2 separate regions of the Mus musculus genome follow, and region 2 is linked to region 1. A link is a contact called in public HiChIP or PLAC-seq data. All regions are on one chromosome and are shown on one strand. Each heading gives the region's core, a stretch centred on a gene start, on an enhancer-like site or on the middle of the called end of the contact. The rest is flanking DNA. Distances are from core to core; before and after follow the strand shown.

Region 1 (6,751 bases), core at 1,834-4,333:
AGGGGGCAGGACTGGTTTGACTGGGGACAGCCCTAGGGGGAGTGGGAAGGGAGGTGGTTGAGATGGAAAATTACAAGATACGGTTCTTTTTCTCCCAGTTTGACAAATATTTGCCGAGTGTCTGCTGCATCCGGGAGCTGGGAAAGGCAGAGAAGGGGTCAGAGGTCTGAGGGCTCTTGGGCAGAATTCTGAAAGAATGTGCCTCACTCCTTTCCTCTTGCAATAACATGAGCAGCGGTTCTTCTTTTCTTTTCTTTTTAAGTGATGTAGCAGGTTCAATCACTCTTCCTGCCAGGTGGGGTAATATGAGTCTGGTTCCGTTTTAAATCTCCACCGCAGTTGAGTGCAGTGCTAGTACAAGCATGTGCTCCCGGTCTTACCCCCATTTTACAGGTAGTAAAACTGAGGTGCAGTGGTGTTAAGGAAATGGCCTGTTAAAGTTTAATGGTTTGGGAGTACGATGTGGTGACTCATGCCTCTAAGGCAGTACTCAGGAGGTGACTACAGGAAGACCAAGAGCTGGAGGCCCTTGGGCTATTGAGTCCCAGTCTCAAAAATATATGAAAATCAGTTTAGAGGTGGTAAAAGTTTGAATTTGTACCTAGGACTGTCTAAATCTAGTAGTATTACAAAAAAAGAAAACTAGAACCATCTATGGGTTTGGTTTTTTGTACAAATAACATACTTTTACCATTAACACTAACCTCCCATAAGGTCATCCTCTGCTACATAGCAAGTTGGAGGCCAGCCTGCATCAGAGACTTAAGAGTTCAGTGTGTGTGTGTGTGTGTGTGTGTGTGTGTGTGTGTGTGTGTGAAAGAGAGAGAGAGAGAGAGAGAGAGAGACAGACAGACAGACAGACAAGGTTAAGGGTGCAAGGAGATGGTGGGTTAAGGTTGTGGGCGGGTAGCAATAGAGGGGACTACCAGTATTTGGCCACCTCTGTCCTCAGAGGCTCCCTCACTCTTAGGGTTCCCAGCTGCCAAGGTGGAGTCTGTCAGCTGCAGGGTTGTGGGTTTGAGTCTGTGTTGTTTCCTTTTATCTAATGGACTCAGAGTGTTGGGAACTCCAGGTCTGGGAAACTGAGGCATGGGACATGAAGCTACATGGAAGGAGGGCAGGTCTGGAACCGGCTGCCCAGGGAGGAAAGAGACTCACCTTCCACTGTGAAGTTTCTGGGGATCGAACTCTGGTTATCAGGGTTAGCAGCAAGCACCTTTACCCACTGAGCCATCTTGCCAGCCCTTCACTGCTCCCATGGATTCCAGATCCTCCTGCCTCCATCTCCCAAGAGCTGGGGTCACAGGTATATACCTCCTGTGGGGATTTTCCACTCCAGCTCCTTGTTGGGACAGGGTCTCACCATGTGACCCAGGCTGGCCGCAAGCCTACAAGGGCTGTCCTGCCCTTGCCTCCCAAGTACAGGGCTCTCCAGCCCAGAACTGCTACCCTTTATTATCCTTTGCCAAAACATCGGGTCCCCAAGGATCCCTTTGGCTCCCCAGTGCATCTCAAGAACCTAGAGTGGTACCCAGCACTAGGCAGTACTCAGCAGTTGTAAACAGCAGACTCAACAGTAGCTGCTGACATTTTGAAGGTCGACAACACTGTTCCAAGCATTGGGCTCCAATTTCCCGACGAACTACTCAGCAATCAGATGAGCTAGATTCAAGCCTCAGCCCCTTGACAGATGATGAAATGCAGGCACAGAGAGGTGAAGACACTTGGGCAAAGATCACACAGCGAACGAACGAACAGAGAGGCTCCCTCTTGAATTCATGTACATTGAAAGATGAGAAAACAGTCTGGTTGATAATTTTAAAAGGGCAAGGTATGAAGGAAGAAGTGTAGATCATGGGGGTGCTGCTTTAAAAAGGTGGGACGCCTAAATATACTCACTCATAGGCAAGTGATGTGCGCAGCTTCTCAGGTGACAGGGGCCTGGGGAAGTCACACTTCCAAGGCTTCACGCTTTTGACCTACATTCACATTTATTTCTTAACCTTTTCTTTTTTAAGGATTTGGAAAAAAAAATAGTTTATTTTGACTTCGGGTGTGTGGAGGTCAGAGGACAGCTCCTGGTAGTCTGTCTCTCCCTGAACCAGCCTCGAGCTCAGGTCCCGAGGCTCAGAGGCAGGCACCTTCAGCTGCTGAGCCATCTTGCCGGTCCTGGTTTGGTGTTTCATTTCCTTGAGACAGGGTCTCACTGTGCGGCGCAGCCAGCCTGGCCTGCTGGCCTCAAACGTGAGATCCTCTTGCGTCAGCCTCCTGAGTGCTAGGATGACTGGGCGCAGGCCCCATCCAGCTGAGGCTGGTTCTGGTTTTTGTTTTTATCCTGGGCTTGAGTTACAAGGGTGTCTCGGAACAAAAGATTGTCAAGCAGAAAGGGGGTGTGCAGATGAAGTGGTCAGGGAGGAACTCTGGGAAGGGAGGACATCTAGGCAGAGCCGGTGGTGGTGGTGGTGGTGGTGGCTGGGGGTGGGGGGAATGTGCAAGTGGAAAGGGGATGTTGGAACGGAATGTAAAGGTTGGAACAGACTGAGCAAAGGCAAGAGGGAAGGAGAGACTGGAGCACAGGGGACCTCACAAACCTTGGATGGGGAGGAGACAGGATTTGGGGAGGGGTTGGGGGAGTGGGTGAAGGGGTGAGTGGGAGGGGACAGGGACATGGGGACGGATTGGACTCTGAGATTGGGTCTTAAGAAGGTCCTTCTATAAGATCATCTTTAAGGTCTAGTTGAGGTTAGGACCCAGCCCAGGGTTATGCAGACAGCAGTATTCCCTCAGTACTAGAGCCATGTCAGGGCAGGACCACCTGAGAGGCCAAAGTGCATCTGGGTGGGGCAGTGATGCCGAGTCTACCCTGGGCGTGTGGCCAGAGTTGGCTCTGGGTGTGGGTGGCAGGTGTGGGTGAGGCTTCAGCCCTGCCCTGCCAAGGGTGCCTGGGCCAGAAACAGTCCCTTGAAGCTATGCTTGTTTCACGTGGCCCCTGATGTTTGGGAAGGACCCACAGCTCCGTCTGCGGTTAAGAGTGGGGTTAAGAGTGGGACCTGGCAGCCAGCTCATCTGACATCAGAGCCTCTCTCTGAGCTGCTCTGTGCCTGTGTGACTGAGGATAGAACACTCCGCCTCTCTGGGCCCTCTCCGCTGTCTGTATCCAGGTAGAGTGCCATCCACCCTGAAGGGACACAGTGGGACAGGAGGAGTGACCTAGCTAGGCTTGAGGCGTGGGCCCAGCTAAAGAGCTGGTAATAAAGCAGCATACATGCAAAGCTGGGGTGTCTAGCCCCCAAGGGGCTTTCCCTGATAAATTCTCACAGCATGGCGTCACGTCCCAGCCCCCAGCCCTGCCATTGTGGGGTGAAGTTTCTCTCCCCTGGAAACCACAAACTTCTTCTTTTCAGGAAAAAGCCTGGTGGAGATGGGGTGAACTCCCCCCACTTCCCCTGTCTGGTGGGGGTGGGTGGGGCCTGAGCTCCCCCCAACTTCCCCTGTCTGTATGTGACCTTGACCAAGTTACTTCCTGTCTGCAAGCCTTACTGCCTGCCCTGGAGAACTGAGTCTTCCAGGAGGACAGGTGTGTTTGTGGGGGTCTTGTGTGATGGAGATGTTCAGGGAACCCTAGTACTGATAGTACTGAGCACTCAGTACTGACTGGGTGAGTGCAGGGTGCCTCAGTGGTGACAGTGACCAAGCCCTCAGTACCCCAGTGTATACTAGGTACTGTGCCGTGCCTAGTACTTTAACCAGATCACAGCCTTCAGGAGGTAGGGACCATCATGTCTTCCCTAAGTGACAGATGAGAGACATGAGGAGCTCTCTGGTCATGTGGAAGAAGGGTTTGGTGGAGAATTTGAACCAAGGTCTGTGGTATCTGACTCTATATTTGAGCTGTTGTTTTCCTACATCAGCCAGTGGCCTCCTCGGCACTGCCCCCCCCCCCCAAGGCTGGACCAGCTGCTCCCTGGTGGCAGGGCAGTCTGTCTGGGCCACCTCTGTGTCTCCATCCCCAGCCACAGGGTGTGACAGTGCAGCCAGGAATTTGTGCCAAATGGCTGTTTGGGCCCTGGGGAACCAGATGGACCAGGTGGCCAATAAATGTGGCCTCAGGGGAGGCAATTCCAGGGCCCTGGGATCTGCCCTCACACTCCGCCCTTCTTATCTGACCTGAGGTGGGGGTGGAGAGGTGGTAGAGATAGGGAAACTAAGGCCAGGCAGAGGCTGTTCTCGGCTCACTCCCGGGCCGTCTGCTAGTCCTGGCAGCTCTGTCCTTTCTAGTCGGCCTGTATCCACTTTTGATTAAGGCTGTAGAGGCTGAGCCCAGGACCTCGAGCAAGCTCTCTGGTCGCCAGCTCAAGCCTTATGGACCCTACTTTATCTCTTTTCTGCCTCTTCCTGTGTGTGGCCTGCCTATCTGTTCACTACATGGTACTACTCACCTATCAACCTATCTTCTTTTATAGTACTGTGGATTCAACCAAGGGCCCGGGCCAGCAAGCTGGGCAAACACGCTACTATTGAGCCACACCCCCAGCCCCTCATTGGGGTTTCTAGTCAGGGTCTCTAACCACTGAGCAACACTCCCAGTCATGCATGTACAGCCACACCCCTGTATATTCATGTACAGGCTGCAATCAGTTCCTGTATCTACTATATGGATCTAAGGAGAATGTGACTGGCCCCTCTGTTTTCTCCCCTGGCAGCGAGACGGTCATCTGTTCCAGCCGGGCTACTGTGATGCTTTATGATGACAGCAACAAGCGATGGCTCCCTGCTGGCACTGGTCCCCAGGCCTTCAGCCGCGTCCAGATCTACCACAACCCCACTGCTAACTCCTTCCGAGTTGTTGGCCGCAAGATGCAGCCGGATCAGCAGGTGCAGGCTCCCTCTGTCCCTCTGTCCCTCTGTCCCTCTGCCTCCCTACCACGGAGCCCGCGTCAACCTGTTCTCTCTTGTAGGTGGTTATCAACTGTGCCATCATTCGGGGTGTCAAGTACAATCAGGCCACTCCCATCTTCCATCAGTGGCGAGATGCCCGCCAGGTCTGGGGCCTCAACTTCGGCAGCAAGGAGGACGCCATACAGTTTGCAACAGGCATGGCCAACGCCCTAGAGGCCTTGGAAGGTTAGATGGGCAGGTGGGATTGTGTTGGGGCTCTTGCTGTGATAAGGAGGCTGAAGCATGGGGATTGTAACAAGTCCCAGGCAGGCCTGGATGATGTAGCAAGACTCTGTCATAGATACGTAAATAAAATTGGGACTGGGAACATAGATCTGTATGTAGAGAGCTCACTTAGCGTGTGTGTGTGTGTGTGTGTGTGTGTGTGTGTGTCTGTCTGTCTGTCTGTCTGTCTGTCTGCATTCAGTCCCCAGCACTGCATAAACTAGGTTTGGTGGTGCAAGCCTGTTGTCTCAGCACTCAGCAGGTAGAGGAGGGAGGATAATGAGATTAGGGCTATCCTCAGCTATACAGGTAGTGTGAGTCCAGCCTGAGCTACATAAAGCTCTATCTCAAAAAGCACGTGTTGGAGGACAGGAGAGATGGTTCAGTGCTTAAGAGCATTTACTGCTCTTCCAGGGGACCTGGGTTTGACTCTAGCCCCCACAGGATGGGTGACTCAGAGATCCCCACCAAGGGGTCTGACATCTGGCCTTTGTGGGCACTTGGCACATATGTGGTACACAGAAATACATGTATAGGCAAAACACCCATACATATGAAATTTTAAAAAACAAAAACAAAACGCAGCCAGTGTGGTAGTTCATGCCTTTAGTCCCAGCACTCAAGAGGCAGAGGCAGGTGGATCTCTGAGTTCGAGGCCAACCTGGTCTATATATACAGTGCAGTGAGTTCCAAGACAGCCAGGGCTACACAGAGAAACCTTGTCTCAAACAGCCAAACAGGCTGGGGTTTGGGGTGAGCAGAAGACCCGCTCAGCAGTGCTGTGCAGCCTGAAGCTGCTGTCCTGCCCTTCGGGGCCTGAGTCTACCTGCCTAGAAATCAGCTAACCTATGGAGGCAGACTGATGGGAACTGTCGATGCCTGGCGTATGCCGAGTAGAAAAGCCCCTCTCTGCAAAGTTTCCTCGACCACTTGCTACACCAAGACGTCTGTCTGTCCAGCCTCCCCCGAGTTCCCTGTGTTGGTCATGGTGGCATTTACTTGTAATGTGAGCCTTTGAGAAGGTAAGAGGATGGAGAGTTCTGGGCCATTCTGGGCTCCACAGCTGTATTTGGGCAAAGCAAAGTCCACAGGCGGCTAAGGCAGCAGGTCAGTGGTACAGGGTTGCCTGCCATGTCCCAGACCCTGGTGCCATCTCAGTTCAAAGTAAAGTCTCTAGGTGCTATTTCTTTTTAAAGATTTATTTATTTATTTATTTATTTAATGTATGTGAGTGCACTGTAGCTGTACAGATGGTTGTGAGCCTTCCTGTGGTTGTTGGGAATTAGATTTTTAGGACCTCTGCTCACTCCGGTCAACCCTGTGTGCCCAGTCCCTGCTCGCTCCAGCCCAAAGATTTACTTATTATTATACATAAGTACTCTGTAGCTGACTTCAGACACACCAGAAGAGGGAGTCAGGTCTCATTATGGGTGGTTGTGAGCCACCATGTGGTTGCTGGGATTTGAACTCAGGACCTTCAGAAGAGCAGTCAGTGAGTGCCCTTACCCGTTGAGCCATCTCGCCAGCCCTATGTGCTATTTGGAGACAGGGTTTCACTGGGTAGCCTTGGCTGTCCTGAAACTCACCT
Region 2 (6,751 bases), core at 2,142-4,641, 650 kb before region 1:
GAAAACGTGTCCATCTCTGGCTATGACGGCAACTGGTATGTTGGCCTCACTAACTTGACCCTGACCTGTGAAGCTCACAGCAAACCAGCGCCTGACATGGCTGGATATAACTGGAGCACGTGAGTGACGGGGACCTGGAACAGCGTCTGTGGGAGAGGAGCTGGGGCCAGGACCCAGAGGTCTGAGAGAGAAGGGCAAACACAGGAGCAATTAAAATAGAATTGGGCATGGTGGAGCACATCTTTAATCCCAACACGCAGGAAGCAGTGGCAGACAGAGCTCTGTGAGGTGGAGGCTAGCCTGGTCTACAGAGCGAGTTACAGGACAGCCAGGGCTACACTGCACCTCCTTCCGCCAAATCAAATCGGTACAACCATAGTCCTAGTAACAATTTAATCTGTGACTGTGACTGGGGTTTTCAGGGTGGTTGGATTCTGGCCATGGCCACACCAGCTGTCCAGGGATTTTTTTTTTCTCCTACCACACCCCTCGGGAATCCCCATCTCTGTGTAGGTTAAAGGTCACAGAGCTGGGACAATGGTCTTTTAGTCCTTAGGTGAGTCACCCAGGTTAGAAGCAAATCAAAGATGTCTGCCTTTATCCAGATCCATTTAATTCCTGACTGTCCACCTCCTCTGCTCCTGAAACCACCATTCAATCCAGTGCACAGATAAGAAAGTTACCTCAGCGCTGCCAGAAGCTCCAAATGCCTTTGCAGGTTGAGGTTATATGGAAGGGAAAGAGAAACGGCTCAGTTGGGGAAGTGCTTGATGTACAAACACAAGATCCTAAGTCTGATCGCCAGCACCCATGTAGATGAGACCTCATCTCAAAGAGAAAGAAAAGAGAGAAACAGGGTGGTTTTCTTTTTCAGTGGAGGTTAGAATCCAGGGCCTCATAAACACTAGGAAAATATATTAACCACTGAGCCACGCCCCGAGCCCCTCACTGGGGGATTCTAGGCAGGGGCTCTACCACTTAGTCACGCCCCCAGCCCCTCACTGGGGGATTCAATGCAGGGGCTCTCCCACTGAGCCACGCCCCCAGCCCCTCACTGGGGGATTCTAGGCAGGGGCTCTACCACTGAGCCATGCCCCCAGCCCCTCACTGGGGGATTCTAGGCAGGGGCTCTCCCACTGAGCCACGCCCCCAGCCCCTCACTGGGGGATTCTAGGCAGGGGCTCTCCCACTGAGCCACGCCCCCAGCCCCTCACTGGGGGATTCTAAGCAGGGGCTCTTCTACTGAGCCACGCCCCCAGCCCCTCACTGGGGGATTCTAGGCAGGGGCTCTCCCACTGAGCCACGCCCCCAGCCCCTCACTGGGGTTTCTAGGCAGGGGCTCTACCACTGAGCCACGCCCCCAGCCCCTCCCTGGGGGATTCTAGGCAGGGGCTCTACCACTGAGCCATGCCCCCAGCCCCTCACTGGGGGATTCAAGGCAGGGGCTCTCCCACTGAGTCACGCCCCCAGCCCCTCACTGGGGGATTCTAGGCAGGGGCTCTACCACTGAGCCACACCCCAGCCCCTCACTGGGGGATTCTAGGCAGGGGCTCTCCTACCGAGCCTTGCCCCCAGCCCCTCACTGGGGGATTCAAGGCAAGTTCTCTGGCACCTGCCCAATGTATAAATAATTTAACATAATTTTTATTAGGCTTCTTTATTTCAGAAATACGTTGGATGAACCATTCTAAAACTTTCAAACATAGCCATTAGTGCATGTACTCAGGCATAGCCATCAACTTCCTGAAAGCCTTTCCTTAGTCACAAGCATGTATGCCATATTCGTGCCTTTGCGCACACACACACCCCACCCCTCCCTATTTTTCTGGTCCCCGGCAGCTGTAATCTTGTCCCAGGGGCAGTTTGCACATCTTCTCTCCCCCCTTATAAACATATCCAAGCTCATAGTTCACAACCCTGTTTCCTCCAAGGTCTTTGTAGGGAAATTTCCAAAAATGCACAGTCATGGGAATTTTCCAAATGAATACTCAAAAGAAAACAAAAATCCAGGCCGAGGAGTTTCTGACTGATATTTCACTGCCCTTAATTTTGGCGTTTTAAAATTTTATTACATTTATTCATTTATGTTATGGGGAGCAGGCAGCCAGTGCCACCATGCACATGTGGAGGGCAGAAGGCAGGAATCCCTTTTTCTCGTCAGACTTGGTGGCAAGCACCTTCCACCTGTTGAGTCATCTTACTGGCCCCGTTTTTGTGCTTTTTTTTTTTTAATTTATTTATTTATTTTGAGACAGTTTCCTTACATAGACCTCAGCATGCCTGGCCTAGAACTTATTGCAATCCTGCCTCAGGTTGCCAGGTTCTGGTACCACAGAATTGACGACCCTGCTGCCTCAGTCTACTGCTTGCTAGGATTCCTGGGGTCACCACTAGATCCTGCCCACATTTTCATGTTGTTGTCTTTTTTCTTTTTTTACCACCGTCTTTGTGTAGCCTCCCGCTTTCTTGCCAGCTGCCTTTGGAACAGGTGCTTTCTGGGCTGCGGGCTTCTTGCCTGGTCCTGTAGCCTTCTTGGCTGGGACGTTAGCTGTAGCAGTTGCTGCTGCTGCTGCCACAATGGCAGCCTGAGCAACAGCTGCTCTTTTTGTGAGCCGCTTTCAGAATAGCAGCTCTTTGAAGTTTCTCTACTTCAGTCTTGATTATTCGGTTCCTCGTTTTCTTTGCCTTCATGACTTTGAGATGATCAAAGTCTGTCATCTTGGCTAACCTTTCTCTGGCACCAATTTTCTTGGCCCATCTTGTGGCTGCCCACTTCGCATCGATGCCTGCCTTCTCCCAAGCTTTTGGTACATAGTTCTGGTGGGCACTGTGCGGGAACTCGAGGATGAAGCCAGTGAGCTGCATGCATTTGAAAGGCGTGGCCTGTTTCCTCACTGAGTGCAGGGTCCGTCCACTAACACCCTCTTTTGATCAATAACACCTACAGTTGCGACCAGCTTTCCAGGATGGGGCCCAAAGGAAATGTAGGCCACCCGGCCAACCTCCACGTAACGTAACGCCTGAACACCATGTTGGCGGCGCTCAGCGAGAGAGCTCATGTTGTTTTCATGTTGTTAGATTCTACACTCTATATATCATCAGTTATTTAACCAGTCCACAGGGCCAGGTGTGGTGGCGCATGCCTTAATGCCAGCACTCAGGAGGCAGAGGCAAGCTGGTCTCCATGAGTTCAAGGTCAGCCTTGGTCTACAGAGCAGATTCTAGCCAGTCAGAGTTGCATGGTGAGACTCTGTCTAAAAATAGAACACACCCGTCTATATTGTGGGATGACATGATCATTTTATATTTTAGCTGCGCAACCGTGCATGCCATGGTGGTTAGTGGCCACGCCACATTCCCAGTTTTTAGTGGAAGGAAATGACATCAACATTTGGCATCTAAGGCCTGGGAGCCTGACTCAGTGGTACAGTACCTCTGAGTCATTTCAGGGCTCAGAACTCCACACTTCCTTTCCACACCTGCTCCCTCCCTGCTCGGATGTTTGCTTTCTTAGGCCTTGCGCCCACCTTCCAACCCAGCTTGATGCATAAGATTGGCCAAAGCCTCTGGGTTTCTGAACAAGATAAAAGTTGTAAAGAATGTCTGGGAAAGATGAATGTCTGGGATAGATAAATCAGGGGGTGCGGAATAGGGAAGGAGGGCCGAGCTGCAGTAGAAATAGTGGGACTAGATCCTGTCGCCAAGGCTATGCCTGAGAGCAGAAGCCTGGATGAGGCCATGCAGAGCTCAGCACCGGAGGAAGGGCATTGTGGGTAGAGAGAATGGCATATGCAAATGCTTTTCTGCCACCAACAGCCCCTGCTTCTGCCAAGACCTAAGTGAGGTTTCAGTGCATGAGCGGGAGGTCCGTGTTAAAGGTACACAGGTAGAGGAGGGGGCAGAGCCTGAGGCTTGCTCTGTCTGAGAGCCCTGGTATCGGATCTGGGTCCGTGCGCCCTCTGGTGTCCGTATAGGGAACAGCAGGAGGCGAGGACTTGCCAAAGCCAAGCCAGTATGTGGCCAGCGCCAGGTCAGTGTCCCTGCCACACCATTTGTGTCCCATCCCAAAGGCTGCCTGCTCACTATCCTCTCTTTCCTAGGAACACGGGTGACTTTCCCAACTCTGTTAAGCGCCAGGGCAATATGCTTCTAATCTCCACCGTAGAGGATGGTCTCAATAACACGGTCATTGTGTGCGAAGTCACCAATGCCCTAGGGTCTGGGCAGGGCCAAGTGCACATCATTGTTAAAGGTGAGTAGTCAGTCCTCAGACAAGAAGGAGAGGGTACAGGAGGGTGGCCCTTAGCAGTGGGATGTGGGTGGGGTGGCCAAGAATGACAGCAAGTCGTAGGTCGCAGACTTCGCCAGCCCAGTCTGGGGCAGGTGTGGGAAACCTCTGACCAAGGAATGTAATAAGGAGTTTTCTGTAAGCGCATGTCTTTCCTCTCAGCTCCAAACTTCTGAAAATAACGACTCTGACACTCACATGTATTTACAAATACTTAGGCCATATAGCTAGGCATGTTCCCCGACTGGTTTATAATTTAATAAACCTGTTAGTCTATTCTAAGTTCTGCCACGTGGCTGTTTACCTGGTCCTTAGTTACATACAACGATCTTTCTCTATATCTGGGGCCCAGTCTGCCCACACTTGGCTCTCCCCCTGCTGGATGTCTCACCTATTTCCTGCTTCAGCTCATTGGCCATAAGCTTATTTATTGACAGGGGATGCTTATAAGAGATTGTCTTCACAGAGGAACTCAGAAATCTCTTTCCGAGAGTGTTGAACATACTAAGCAAAGAAAGGCTTAAAGGGGAGGGCAAGAGACACAGAGATGGCTCAACAGATGAAGGGGCTTGCTGCCAAGCCCGATGATCTGAGTTCGATTCCCATCACTTCAGTGGGAGGAGAGACCCAATTTGCACAAGTTGTCTTCCAACCTCCACTTACCCACCATGGCAAGGCACATGTGCACACATCTGCAGACACACGCACATGAATAATTGTAATTCTTACTTGGGAAAATAAAGTTGTTGAAAGAGCAGCTTCGAGTATGGTTGGATCCGGGTGCTGGTCCAGGAATTTTCTTTACATCTTTTATCTCTGAAGCCAGGCGTAGGGATGCACACCTCTCGACACCTCGGAGGGCTGGTCCAGAAGGATGGAGAGCCTGAATGGCCAGGGCCAACGGTGTGGTTTATTTGGTAGAGTGCTTGCTTAACAGGCATGAGGCCCTGGTTCAAACCCTAGCATGCTATCTACTGGGTGCTGGGGTATACACCTTAATCACAGTGCTTGGGAGACAGACAGGGAGGAAAAAGGGGTGTTCTGGGTTATCCTTGGCTACATAACAAGTTTGTGGTCAGCCTGGGCTACATGAGCCCTTTTCTTAAAACAGAAAACTAAAACAAACCGTCCCACTGTAATAGCCATAAAATGTGGTCAACACCTGGACGCTGTAGACTGAGGGAGGTGGGATTTGGGGCGTTGTTTCAAAGATGCAGGGGTAACATGAAAGCTGGTTAATCCTCACCTGCTTGCCCATTTTCCAGAGAAACCTGAGAATATGCAGCAAAATACAAGATTACACCTAGGCTACATCTTTCTTATCGTCTTTGTCCTCGCTGTAGTCATCATCATCGCAGCACTATACACTATACGAAGATGCAGGCATGGTAAGTCTTTTCCTCCGTAGTAGATTCCTCCACCCTCTTGCCAGAGCCACTGCAAAGGAGTCCCCACTCTGTGCAGCCTTAAACCCAAGCATCCACGGTACAGCCAGGGAGTCTTAGTGTTTTGGATTGGGTTTTGGTAGCTAGGGGCTCTACCACTGAGCCACGCCCCCAGCCCCTCACTGGGGGATTCTAGGCAGGGGCTCTACCACTGAGCCACATCCCCAGTCCCTCACTGGGGGATTCTAGGCAGGGGCTCTACCACTGATCCATGCCCTGAGCCCCTCACTGGGGGATTCTAGGCAGGGGCTCTACCACTGAGCCACGCCCCCAACCCCTCACTGGGGGATTCTAGGCAGGGGCTCTACCACTGAGCCACATCCCCAGTCCCTCACTGGGGGATTCTAGGCAGGGGCTCTACCACTGAGCCACGCCCCCAGCCCCTCACTGGGGGATTCTAGGCAGGGGCTCTACCACTGAGCCACACCCCCAGTCCCTCACTGGGGGATTCTAGGCAGGGGCTCTACCACTGAGCCACGCCCCCAGCCCCTCACTGGGGGATTCTAGGCAGGGGCTCTACCACTGAGCCACACCCCCAGTCCCTCACTGGGGGATTCTAGGCAGGGGCTCTACCACTGAGCCACCACCCCCAACCCCTCACTGGGGGATTCTAGGCAGGGGCTCTACCACTGAGCCACACCCCCAGTCCCTCACTGGGGGATTCTAGGCAGGGGCTCTCCCACTGAGCCACACCCCCAACCCCTCACTGGGGGATTCTAGGCAGGGGCTCTACCACTAAGCCACGCCCCCAGCCCCTCACTGGGGGATTCTAGGCAGGGGCTCTACCACTGAGCCACACCCCCAACCCCTCACTGGGGGATTCTAGGCAGGGGCTCTACCACTGAGCCACGCCCCCAACCCCTCACTGGGGGATTCTAGGCAGGGGCTCTACCACTGAGCCACACCCCCAGTCCCTCACTGGGGGATTCTAGGCAGGGGCTCTACCACTGAGCCACGCCCCCAACCCCTCACTGGGGGATTCTAGGCAGGGGCTCTACCACTAAGCCACGCCCCCAGC

What was found. HiChIP or PLAC-seq counts read pairs in DNA pulled down with a chosen protein or histone mark.
Region 2: an HNF4G HiChIP or PLAC-seq map of pancreatic cancer cells shows a contact between it and region 1. The contact joins two enhancer-like sites. A contact is called at or near these places in 3 of 39 promoter capture datasets (frontonasal cranial neural crest, maxillary cranial neural crest and pre-B cells) and 1 of 115 datasets of contacts at active chromatin or transcription factors (pancreatic cancer cells).

Annotation. Positions count from the first base shown.
Region 1 is chr7:19,262,778-19,269,528 of GRCm38.p6, reverse strand. Vasp (vasodilator-stimulated phosphoprotein) reads left to right here. Exons shown (of 13, transcript NM_009499.3): 2 at 4,704-4,875; 3 at 4,959-5,124. Among named protein-coding and RNA genes, the nearest start is that of Vasp, 5.7 kb to the left of the region's middle. Within about 2 kb of position 3,083, at least 198 of the 459 cell types and tissues checked have an H3K27ac peak or open chromatin away from gene starts, as enhancers often do. A contact at or near this core is called in pancreatic cancer cells, where this site is marked.
Region 2 is chr7:19,908,106-19,914,856 of GRCm38.p6, reverse strand. Pvr (poliovirus receptor) reads left to right here. Exons shown (of 8, transcript NM_027514.2): 4 at 1-119; 5 at 4,101-4,252; 6 at 5,554-5,676. It also overlaps the pseudogene Gm16184. Among named protein-coding and RNA genes, the nearest start is that of Pvr, 9.7 kb to the left of the region's middle. Within about 2 kb of position 3,391, at least 85 of the 459 cell types and tissues checked have an H3K27ac peak or open chromatin away from gene starts, as enhancers often do. A contact at or near this core is called in pancreatic cancer cells, where this site is marked.